Linked DNA regions of Triticum aestivum: region 1 is linked to region 2. A link is a contact called in public Hi-C data. All regions are on one chromosome and are shown on one strand. Each heading gives the region's core, a stretch centred on a gene start, on an enhancer-like site or on the middle of the called end of the contact. The rest is flanking DNA. Distances are from core to core; before and after follow the strand shown. Region 1 holds the start of LOC123112395. Region 2 holds the start of LOC123112392 (serine carboxypeptidase-like 9).

Region 1 (6,009 bases), core at 2,329-4,828, 550 kb after region 2:
GCCAAATCTTTGACGGTGAGCTTGTGGGTGTTCAGTTCCTCCTACTCTTGTCTTGCTTCGGCCTCGTTCTTTCGGGCGATGTCGAGGAGTATGCAGGGGCGGGTGGCTTTTGGAGCGGATTTTGTCTGAAAGCGCAGCTGGATGCGGCACTAATGGCGTCCTGCTCAGGTTGGATGAAGTCGTTGGCTGGCATCGGTTCAAGGTCGAGGAGGAAGGGTTTGGCCGCCTTCTGCGAGGCGGATGGACGTTGTCCCCATGCCCGAGATCGAAGGAGCTCAGAGAGCGCGGCCAAGATGGTCATGCCTCCGGCCGAGAGGCCATTTGAGATCAGATCCTGCTGAGCCGGTGGCTACTAGAGCTCGTCAATGCCATTGTGCAAGGGGTTTTGGATATTTTGGATATTTCAATGTAGACTACATTCACAAATATAAGATGTTTTGGATATTTCAATGTGAACTACATGCAGACTGAAATGAGTAAACAAACACACTAAAACATGTCTATATACGTCCGATTCAGAAAAAAATTTAGCACATCTTGTATTTGTGAACGGAGGAAGTATCAGTTTGCTACTATAGGACGAGAACAAGTCGACAAATGAGGAGAATCAGCGTGGCTTTACATTTCAATGCCAATATGCCATAGTATTCACCTCATTCTTTTCTGCTTAGTTAGGTTCAACTCACGCCTTTTGCTCATAAAAAGCAGTATGGCACCATGCTTGCTAAAATCGGAATACTCAAATAGTCAAAAATCTTGCTGATATATCATCCGTCACAGAAAGCATTGATTTCGTGAAAATGTAAGTAATATTTTCTCAAGAAAGCAAGCATTTTCTGTAAACAAAGTTGCAACGGCAGTATTGATGCACATAGTACACACACTTCAAGGAAATTATTTGTGAAACTAATAAACCTGATGAATTTAAGTATTCATAATTGACATTTACACTAAGTGTCACAGGAAACAGAACAGACTGACAGTAGACTAGTGGGGCAATGAGGCATGACCAAGAATGTTCATCTGCAGTGATAGATTTCTGTCCTCGGAGTTTGTCTTTCCAACAAAGGCGACCCAGTTCATGAATTATTCCACCCACAATCTTTTGAGAAACCCATAACATCTTTAATCTATGTCCCACATGCTACCTTGGTTTCTTTCAATTTTATGCAGGGGCTCTGGGTATCACACAACAGGTTTGGGGCAAGTGCTATATACCAGATACTCAACTTGACCCCTCTGATCTACCAGTAAGAAGACATTCCACAAAATACCAGCTAGTTATTACAGCAGGATTCCATCTGATACAACACAGAAACCCTGAAACGGTCTATTCAGTTCGAGACCTCTCTTGCAGTCACACAATCGTTCCCCAACCACTTCTCCAACAGAACAAACTACCGTACTGGTTAACAGTTTACACTCCTTCATTGATCATAAGGAAAAAAGAAACAGCCATTCCCAGTGTCCTATGCCACTAACCACTACCTACAACATTGTTTAAGCATTATCTCAATGTTTTCATGTTTAGAATTGCTCATGATCTTGTGGACAAAGATAAACGAGATGGTAAACCATCTTGGGCATGGCACAAATATTTAGATAAACAAGTCACCTAAACTTAGGGCTTCTAATAATATGGACTCCTTCCGGGGTACAACGTACCAGAGCTCATGTAAGCCAACACGTGCGGCAGCTGGAGAAGAAAGCAACAAATGAGGCAAGGTCTCCTTGACATTGTACAAACTATGTAGGGAAGCTACTAGGATATCCTTAATATCATATACTCTTTGGTTGGTTTGGGAGTTGGAGTTGGCCTGTTATTTGTGTCAGGATAGTTATTTGCTAGTGTATCCTACAAAGAACACGCGTCTTATGTTATTTCGCCATCTCAGCAAGAATGGATAAACCAGTTTTGCCCTAATCCATATACCAGAGACGTGGCTAGCTGCGAATGAGCCCAGCCACATGCAAGTCGATGATTTCACTATATCCTTTTAGTCTTTTACCCTCTACCCTCGTGTCCTGAGACGCACTCACTCCTTTGCCTTCCTTTCCTCAATATGGCATAATACCAAACTAACTGCACAATGAAGTACAGATTAAGAAGAAGAGACTATTGTTCAGAGTTAATGGTGTCTTGGTAGTGATAGTGCATGTGTAGAAGGTTTGTGTTGAATAATTGATAGGCTAGTTGACATGAAACAAATCAATGCATGTATAAGCTCTGCAAAGTATGAACAGAAAGGAAAATAACTGCAGTAGATATACCTCCTGATTTTCTATCACACCTAACTAGCTACTAATCCAACAAGCAGAGCAATTTTACCGCCAACCATGCTGCCAAGAAATAGATGGGATCATACATCCTTCTAAGGATCAGCAACATTCAAGTGCATGACTGTTCATGGTACCTATTTTAACTCTGAGTTACACAACATGATTCATCACAATTTGCAACAAATGTAGAAACAACAGTCTACTTCAATCACACCAACCCAACCAATTGTTCATATTTTATCAAGTAGTAGAAATAAAGAACAAGCTTACAGTATGTGCTAAGCCTGATCATTTACTGAAGTAACACATTGCGTGTAACCTTTCTTCTATTGAGAGAATGTCCACTTATCATTGGAAAAGAAAAAGAGAGAGGCAATACCCAAGCCCCCCCGAAAGCAAACATCACTTGTAAGTTCTAACAAGCAAGCAACATTTCAAGCTGTTCAATGCGACAACTGATTTATTTATTTTCTGCAACAAGTCATTTCAGGCAAAGAGAGACAGGTACAATCGGTCCTAATTACGCTCGCAAAAGCATGTAGCAAATCATGCCCAAGGAAATAAATAAGGGATACACAAGACAATACAATGCAGAGGCATTTCAAAATGTTTGGGACACCACAGGGCATTTCGAAATGCATACGGTATCTGCCATCATCATCAGATAAATTTCAACAACAAAACAGAAACAGAAATATAGTGTTCCGCCCAGGTCCCATCAATATCAGATTGGTACATCACAAGTTCACAACCAACCCTTATTGGAAGCAAAACAGAACAGAAGCGACCTAGGCTTGGAGGAAGACCTGGGGCGCGCGCGCGCGGATCACTCGGACAGGGCGTCGGCCGAGGCGGAGGCGGCGGCGAGCTCCTGCTGCTGGAGGCGCTCGAGCGCCTTGTGGTGCGCCCAGGTCTCGAGGGTGAGGTCGGGCTTGGCGTTGAGCCCGACGCCGAGGATGACGACGGTGAGGAAGGAGGTGACGTAGCAGGGGAGCTCCCAGTCCTCCCACTTGCGCGACTCGCCCGGCGGCGGCGGCGTGCGGTTCATCGGGTACCCCTTGGGCCGCACCTCGTGGCCGGGCGTCGTCCAGCGGCCCCCGCCGTCGCCGTGCCCGCCGCGGAGGCGCACCGCCGCGCGCAGCCGCGCCCGCAGCATCCCTCCCGCCGCCGACGAGATCGCCCGCATCGTGCCCGGTTGGTGCGCGTGTGCGAGGTGGAGGATTGGAGATCGGAGAGAGAGCGAGGGGTCGCCGATTTGGGGGCTGCTGATCTGCGGAGACGAGGAGGCTGGCTGGGGTGTGGACGCTGCAGAGTGCAGAGAGTGGTGTAAGTGGGCTGGACTTGGTCAGTGAGTTGGGCTACGCTATGAAGAAGTGGGTGATCTTTAGTGGGCCGGAGGTTGGAACGTAGTAGTAGCAAGTAATATTTTCACTTATTTCTAAAAAAAAGTAATATTTTCACTTTGTCTAAAAAAAAGTAATATTTTCACTAAGGACTGCCGAAAAAAAAACTAAGGACTGCCAAAAAAAAGATGAGAATTCCCTCTCCAAATGAGATGTGAATGTGCTTCAAGCATATGTTTTTTCAATATTAGATTTGTGTGTCATTTACTACAGTACATTTACTCGGGTTGTTCACTCAGATACTATAGTTCTACCCTCTCCAAAAAAATTAAGAACTTTATATGTAAAAATGCACAAGAATATGCTTTAAGATTGTTTTATAAAAAATAGCTACACATGTGAATTATTTCCTAGATTTTGGTCGGCTCTTCACCTTGGTACTACGGCTGTTCTTTTGCGAGTCGCGATTTAATAAAGCTGGCCATATTTTTTCAACAAAAACTACTGTGCAACAGATGTTAGTTAATCTCAAATACTGATAAGAAATTCCTTTGTCAATATATCAGTAAAAAAAGTTCTAGAAACTTCTACGCTCACATCTGAAAAATGGATGATAGCTCCATCTACTTGACTTGGCTTTTCATAGGGGAGAAATCATTCTGGAGTATGACAAAAATAGGGCAAAACACAAGGTATTAATCAACTCTTTCAAACTGCCACAGCATACTAAGCTTCAATATTCGTCCATTTTAGGTGGAAGGTTCACTTGAACAAGTACTGACAAGTGCAAATCGGCTCACATTGAATCAGCTTTACAGTCTTGAATTCAAGAACAGAACACAGCCCAGCCAGGGAATCTCCTCCATATATGCAGACAGCAGAAATGAGTACAGCATGCTGTTTGGGATTGGATCGTTTATTTATACACTTCCCAAAAGAATACCCCATGTTTGCAGACAGCAGAAATCAACAAAGTGTGCTGTTTTGAATTGGGATCTTTTATTTAAAGATATGACACAAGAATCGTGGCTTATTCATCGTGGATACATGATACATATCGACATAAGGGTGAGATTCAGCTGGTCTGCTATTGAACATCCAGCGACTGCAAGTCGTGGAACGACAGCCCGTCAATAGTGGATGGCCGGAAGAGGAGCGGGTTAACATCCCACCCTTTCAGGCTTCCTCTCCACCATCTCATGCTGACATTGTCAACCTCCAGGCCTGAGATGTGCTCCAGCATCATACCGCCAGTCTTGTGCTTCACCATCTTCTGACATCCAGGTCTGTAGTCATACAGGCCCCCAGTGTAGTTTGTCCACCTCTTGTAGGTCAGGTCGACATTCTGGAACTTCAAGTTGCGAAGCAAGCCATGCTTCGATCCAGCCAGGAAAACACCGTTTTCTGATATTGATGAGATGTTGATGAAGCGAACATCTGAAATGGTGCCTTCTTTGGAATCAGGGTGCCTTGGACAGGTAGTGATGTAGATCGGTTCAGCTCTCCCCCACCATGAAGGATGGTAGTACCTAGTGCGCATTTTGATATTTGAAAATATCACATCACTAACGTTCCCTGCAAAATTATGTATCTCTAAATCAGGATGCTTAAATGACCCACTAATTAAAGCAATAGCTCAAAGTACAACATACTGTATGTAAAATTTCAAGGTGCCAAACCAATTCAACACTTTATCCAGAGACAAATTTAAGCCCAAGCACTACCTGTTAATTATTACCTATTGCTTGGGCTAGGAGGGGAGAGGGGGTGGTGCCCCCCCCCCCCCCTCCCGTGCCACAAAGTTGCAATCAAAATAGCAGCTTTTTGAAATAAGATATTCACTTATACCACCTAATAGTATGACGGTAGCATTGCTTTCGTGAAGCAAATTTGGTAGCTGATCGCTTAGCTAGCCACTCCTATAGTACAGGTCTTCTGATTTTTGGGAAAGTTCTATCCCCGATTTTAATTCTCAACTTCTTGTAAATGACATGTCTATCATTTGAGAAACAAAGTCTTATTGATGTAAAAAAAAAACCTAATAGTATGATGGTGCATTGGCAATTGCAAGCAAAAGATCAATACCTCCATTACGGATCTGCATTCCAAGTCCTCGATGTGAATCAGCTATAGTTATGTTATCAAAGAGCAGCTTCTCAAAGTTGAAAAAGCTTGCACTTCCAAATTTGATAGCGCATGATTTAGTACGGATCCAGCAATTTGTCGCTGTCAAGTTATAAACAGGCCCTGTGCTAGACTTCGGGCAGATTGCATCATCTCCGGTGTCTATGTGGCAATCGGCGATGATCGTGTTATTTGAATCCTCAATGTCAATCCCGTCATTGTTAGGAGTGTCAAAGTCCCCGTATATAGAGACATTGCGGAT
Region 2 (6,091 bases), core at 682-3,181:
TTTATTGCTCAAATGAAAGGTTTACAGGAATAACATACAGGTCGGCGGGAAATCCCAAACACAAGCAGCACCCGTTTTCGAAAGAACTAGAGCATTTAGCTAAATTGTGAGCTTCTTTGTTCAACTACCGCCCTTCAAATATAAAGGCACAACTAGCAAACTTCTCTTGCCTGGGCCATAATTTCATGATAGAGTACCTTCCATCCGTGCCATTTTTTATATCTGAGACCTCCTGCTTACTATCACACGTGCGATAACAACTTTGTCAAGAGCTAGATCAAGTGCAAGGGAAAGTGCGCCCTTCTCGGCATGCAAGGGCCTCAAGAGTAGCCGGGTCGACAATGTCCCAAAAAACCATAGCCGAAGAGCCCATGAACAAGTCATTATGGTCCCTGCATACAGCCACGGATGCTCCTTTCTTGATAACTCACCATCAACATGAATCTTTGCCCGCTACAAGATGGAAGGCGAGCAAATGCTCACCGCTCCCCGCGCCAGAGTAAATGGGCCGACCTAGGTAAGTGAAGATCTGTCCTCGAGAACCTGCAAATCCCTGGTAGCTTTTTTCTTATCGATTTTTGGTCAGACATTCTTTTTACTTCAATCGATTTTCTATAAAAATAATCTATAATGTTTTATAGATATTACCAGAATTTTAAAATATTATTGAATTAAAAATTATAAGATGTTTTAAAATACTATCAAATTTAAAACGACTTTAAAATATTCTAAGAAGTATTCTCATTTTTAATGTTAATAAAATTCCACAAATGTGTAGGAATTTTAAGAAGTTCACAAATTTTTAAAATGGTCAAAAATTTGAAAAATATTCTCATGTCTCAAAAAATGTTCCCAAATATCTTGAATTTGAAAAAAAAAATCACTAACCTGAAAAATGTTTGTATTTTTTTAAATTTCCACGAATTTGAAAATTTGCATGAATTTTAAAAAGATCATAAATTGGAAAATGTTCTCAAGTGAAAGTTGTGACTAACGAAATCTCAAGCTGCAATCAGCGGATCACGATGACCATGGGATGCTACGACCGTTGGTGGCAGATGTTGGAGTGGCTGCTGTAGTGCTACGAATGCGGCGATAGTGTCGCACATTTTTGCTCGAACCGCACACGGTGATACTAGAATTAGCACACGGTGATGTTGGACCACTTGATGCTACCACCCGCGACACTGGTGTTGGAATCATTGACGAGCAAAGCTTCGACCTTCGACTCAAAAAGTTTCAACCGTAGAGGTGTGGAGTTGCAACCGGCAGGAGGAGATGCATCGACGACAACCAAACAGAGCCACAACCAGCAACAAAGGGACACATCGACAGATCAACAGAAAAAGCTTCAACCAGTGGTGCGGCGGCGAGCTTCAAACCGAGCGACCAGTGGTGCGACGGTGAGCTGCAAATGGGGGCGACCAGTGGTGCTTTGGTGACGTCGTCGGCCACAACTCCGGTTTTGTTACACAGGGGTGTCGGCGTGCTTGGACCGGCGAGGCGACAAGCTGCAAATCGACGAGATGGCGTGCTACGGCCGACGAGACGCGCTTCACGCGGCCAACAACGACAAGTCATTAGCGGTGCAGCGAGCTGGGGGAGTCAACCGGTACCGTCAGAGGACGGCTTGCATCCTGTGACGAGGCGGACGCGCGGTGCGCCGGTGACTAGCAACAAGAGAAAAGTGAAGATGGTGACGTGGGAAAGGAAGATCCAATGGCTATACGGACGCGGACCGAACGGCCGTGCGGCGACTGGCCGAATTTTGTGTCGACCGGCGCCTAGAGTCTGCCAAAACTTTTTCATTCCGTGACAAGCACACGTAGCGTCGGTGTCTCTGTATATTGTTTCTATTTCACCGCACGTGTTTCACGTGGTCTCAGTATAATCATGATAGGTGGCCTGTCCGTCCGTGTGAGAGTACAGTAATCAGTAATCACTTTCCCTACCTGTCCTATCATGCTAGCTGGAATCACTTATCGCTTTTTGATGGTCCACCTCCATAAGGTAGATACCCATGGGGTTCAGTGGTTCACGATCGTCAAGTGAAGGGAAGCCATTGGACACCATGGGTAAGGCTTCCTTGTTGCTCCTGAGTCTCGTCGTTCCCTTTGTTCTTCTTCTTCTGCCGGTCTCACGCTCGGCGACGGTGGTGACCCATCTCCCCGGCTTCCATGACCGCCTTCCGTTCCACCTCGAGACCGGGTAAGCCGCAGCACAACCCCTTCCTGCAAGCTTCCATGCTTCTTTGTTTTTCAAGTGATCTTCTGCAGGTACGTCAGCGTGGACGAGGAGACGGGAGCGGAGCTCTTCTACTACTTCGTGGAGTCCGAGAGGAGCCCTGACACAGACCCCGTGATCCTGTGGATGACGGGTGGGCCCTTCTGCTCTGGCATGATTTTCTTCGAAGTTGGTGAGACCCTCATCCTTCGTTCCTCTTGTGTTTACTCGCTAGCTTGCTAGAAGCTGGCCGCCGTTGCTGTCAATTACTACTACATCAGAATCAGATTAAGTTAAAGAGTGAAGTTCACCTTGTATTATTCTCTAATTTGAAGCTAGCTGAGCAGATCATCTGAGTTTGAACATATTTATCAGGTTGTTCGCCTTTTAACGCGCCTGTGAATTTTACAAGATACAAGATAAAGATGTATATTTCTTTGCATGCTAGCAATGGAGCAGTTGACCTGATCAAACTCTCCACAAACTGGATATGCAAAATGGTCTACTAGCTGAATTTGGAAAATATGCGAACATCTTGGAATGCTGAATTGCATGGACTTGTGCACAACTAATTGTACATCAGGTAGTATCTACTCATGGGGTTGGGCTAAAATTAAAAAGGGAAGGGAGGAAAATGGTGTAACAAATGGCGTAAGGGCCCGGTATCATTTGCAAACCTGATAATGTGGACATGAATGGCAGCCAGAACTAAAAAAAGTAAAAAAGACTACTCCCAGGCCTCCATTAGGAGGCATATCTCATCCTTTGCCAGCATGAGAAGCGTGGACCTCGTGTTCATTATGCAGAGACCGATTTATCTCTCTTGTCCTTCTTACTCTTGGCTAGTGCCAAGCCAACAAAGCAACCTAGCAAGACGCACAAATGCATACAACCTTCATGTTTTAGACAGTGAAAGGCATTTTGCTAGTCTCTACTCTAGATGACTGAATGCACAGATAAATTTTTGCTGAAAACAAGCTTGTAATTTTTTTTGAAAAAGTGAAGAACACCATGTCATGTTTTCTCAGTTTTGCTCTACTAAAATAACTAGTTTATCCCACTGAACACCTCCATAGTGCTTTCACCACCAGGTAATTTATTTTAATAACGCCAGTGATATTTGCTCCGCAGGTCCTATGAAATTTGTGTTGGCACCTTATAATGGTAGTTTGCCACAGTTGGCCTATAATCCCTATTCATGGTCCAAGGTGAGATATTATTTAATCTTAACATTGATGACACATCTCCGTTCAAGTAAGCATGCAACTTATATTCAGAATTTCAGACAGCAAGCATCATCCTGTTGGATTCACCAGTTGGTACTGGTTTCTCGTACGCTCGTGATGTGGAAGGTTATCACGATATTGGGGATTTCTCCTTTTCTATGCATGTCTTAACATTTCTCAACAAGGTGAAACCAATCTCTCTATGTACTTCAGTTGAAGTTGAAACAAAAGTGTGTGATTCTCTTATCGTCTAATGCATGTGATGCAGTGGTTTACCGACCACCCACACTACCAATCCAATCCTTTCTTTGTTGGAGGAAGTTCATATGCTGGAAAGATGTCTCCAATTATCGCACAACACATTTCGCAAGGTAGGTCTGGACTCTGGATACAAATTCTAAAATAAAAAAGGACATTATAATCTGGTAATTCCAATTGCAGCAAAGAAAACTTAAGATAAAAATTTGTAGGACCAGGATATGTAGTGAATAATCAAATGTTCCAATTCTAGTTTAGAGTTGCTTGTGATTGATCATGGCCTTATCTCCTAGTACTTCTAACATGATCTTCCTTTTGGCTTCAGAAATCGAACTGGGGAAGCAACCCAGGATTAATCTCAAGGCAAGTAAATTCACTAGGCTTCAAGCAACTAATGATTTAATTTAATAAACTACAATAAGTTATGGTAATGAATAAAAGTGTGTTTTCATCACCTTTTGTTCTTTGCTAGTTCATTAATTCCACTATTTATAGGGCTATGTAGTCGGCAATCCTGTTACAGGCTCAGATTATGATGACAATTTCAGAGTACCATATGCTCATGGTGTTGGGATTATATCCGATCAACTATATGAGGTAAATCTACATTCACACGCATCCATAAGTTGCAGTGGTAACACTATTTTCCTTTTCCTTTTTCAAAGGCTGCAATTCGGAATTGTAAAGGAAGCTATATAAGACCGACGGACAAAATGTGTGCCAGGGTGCTAAACACTTTTCAAAATGTAAGATTTGTATTACTAGTACTAGGTTCCAAAATTACTTATACGAGCTGCCATTGGACTTGAGTATATTATATTGGCCCCTTGTATTAATTGCAGCTTGTGTCTGAAATTGATCTGCCACAAATCCTGGGTGTCAATTGTATAAGGGGTATGTTAACACATAAATTTCTATCAGAAGAATACACTCAACTAAGTGATCCGTCTCCTGAGCAACCTACCTTAGATTGTTTTGTAAGTAATTTCCTAGGGTGATCATTTTAAAGAAGATTCACTTTTATTTCGATATGAATTTCTTTTCTGCATTCTGATGATGTGAATTTTGCCTTCTCATGTGTAGGCATACCGTTACTACCTATGTAATATTTGGGCAAACGACGATTCCACGAGAGAAGCTCTTGGGGTGAAGCGGGTAACCAATCATATATGACATGTTTTCCTCTTTATACTAAGTCTCCGTACATATTCAAAAAAACTATATGCATACGTGATCAAGTAGCTAGCAAATGAGATATTTGATTTTTTTTGTCGCCAGATCGCAATGCTACTTTAGCTGGCCTTTCGACACAATGCAGTTTGCAAGATTGACTAAATGATCCAAGAATTGAGTAACATAGTCGTTTCACATGGTTGCAATTCAGACCCATGGAAGTAAATGATGTTATGTAACATATTGGAGTTTCTAGTTGTATTAAGAGTAGACGATCGAGCACCACCCTAACCTTTGTGTAAGATGGTCCAATCATTACTGAAATAATGCATCCATTTAGGGAACAACTGGAGAGTTTATAAGATGCAAGAAAAGTATCCCATACGCATCCGAGGTCCCCAGCAGCATAAAGTACCATTTCAACCTCACAAGCAGGGGCTATCGTGCGCTTGTGTTTAGGTGGAGTATTTATTTTCCTTGGTATTTTACATGTGCTGATTGAAACTTGGTCAACACGTCTTGAAATCACCACCTCTAAGTGCAGCGGAGACCATGATCTTGTGATACCATTTTTGAGCACACATGCGTGGGTTAGATCCTTCAACTTCTCCGTAGTCGATGATTGGAGAGCATGGCATCTTGATGGCCAGGCTGCAGGGTAAAGTAAACATGTTTTTTTCTGTTTACTTTGTTGACATTTCAGTTTTTGGTTACTTGACAAGGAACACATGTGTTGTCTTTGGTGTAGATTTACAATCACATACGCCAACTATATTACATTTGCGACAATAAAGGTACGGTATCTTGTATTTTTCATTCTGTGATATAATGTTGCTGACATGATTGGACAGAAGAAACTGTAACACAACAATAATTATTGGTTAATTGCTGTGCTGAAGCAGGGTGGTGGCCACGTATCCATAGAACACCGACCTAAGGAATGTCTTGCCATGGCTCGACGCTGGTTGGATAATGAGCCTCTATGACCCGCCCTATTTAATTTTATCATTTTCTCCCTTCTCGAATCATGTGGGTTTTTAATGTACAATAGAAGTTCAGACCTCCACCAAGTATTTTTCAAATTATTTAAAAAAAGGAGGATGGCCCCCGGCCTCTACATCTGGTCGATGCATACGGCCACTTTATTAAATTATTCTCACAAGACCTTACAAAGCCATACAACAGCAAGACTAAAGCCATCGTCTAAGAAA

The links. A called contact is a pair of places that touch in the nucleus more often than the background predicts.
Region 1: a Hi-C map of leaf shows a contact between it and region 2, with 5 times the contacts expected there. The contact joins the promoter of LOC123112395 here to the promoter of LOC123112392 in region 2. A contact is called at or near these places in 2 of 5 Hi-C or Micro-C datasets (both in leaf).

The regions. Positions count from the first base shown.
Region 1 is chr5B:451,145,176-451,151,184 of IWGSC CS RefSeq v2.1, forward strand. It overlaps LOC123112395, which reads right to left and starts at 3,579. Exons shown (of 1, transcript XM_044533372.1): 1 at 2,784-3,579. The coding sequence starts at 3,466. The coding sequence ends at 3,107. LOC123112396 (exopolygalacturonase) reads right to left here. Exons shown (of 3, transcript XM_044533373.1): 2 at 5,709-6,009; 3 at 4,604-5,198. The coding sequence ends at 4,711.
Region 2 is chr5B:450,598,696-450,604,786 of IWGSC CS RefSeq v2.1, forward strand. LOC123112392 (serine carboxypeptidase-like 9) reads left to right here and starts at 1,932. Exons shown (of 13, transcript XM_044533369.1): 1 at 1,932-2,208; 2 at 2,277-2,416; 3 at 3,355-3,431; 4 at 3,509-3,634; 5 at 3,718-3,820; 6 at 4,033-4,070; 7 at 4,203-4,304; 8 at 4,373-4,453; 9 at 4,791-4,862; 10 at 5,221-5,339; 11 at 5,425-5,538; 12 at 5,629-5,674; 13 at 5,780-6,030. The coding sequence starts at 2,021. The coding sequence ends at 5,866.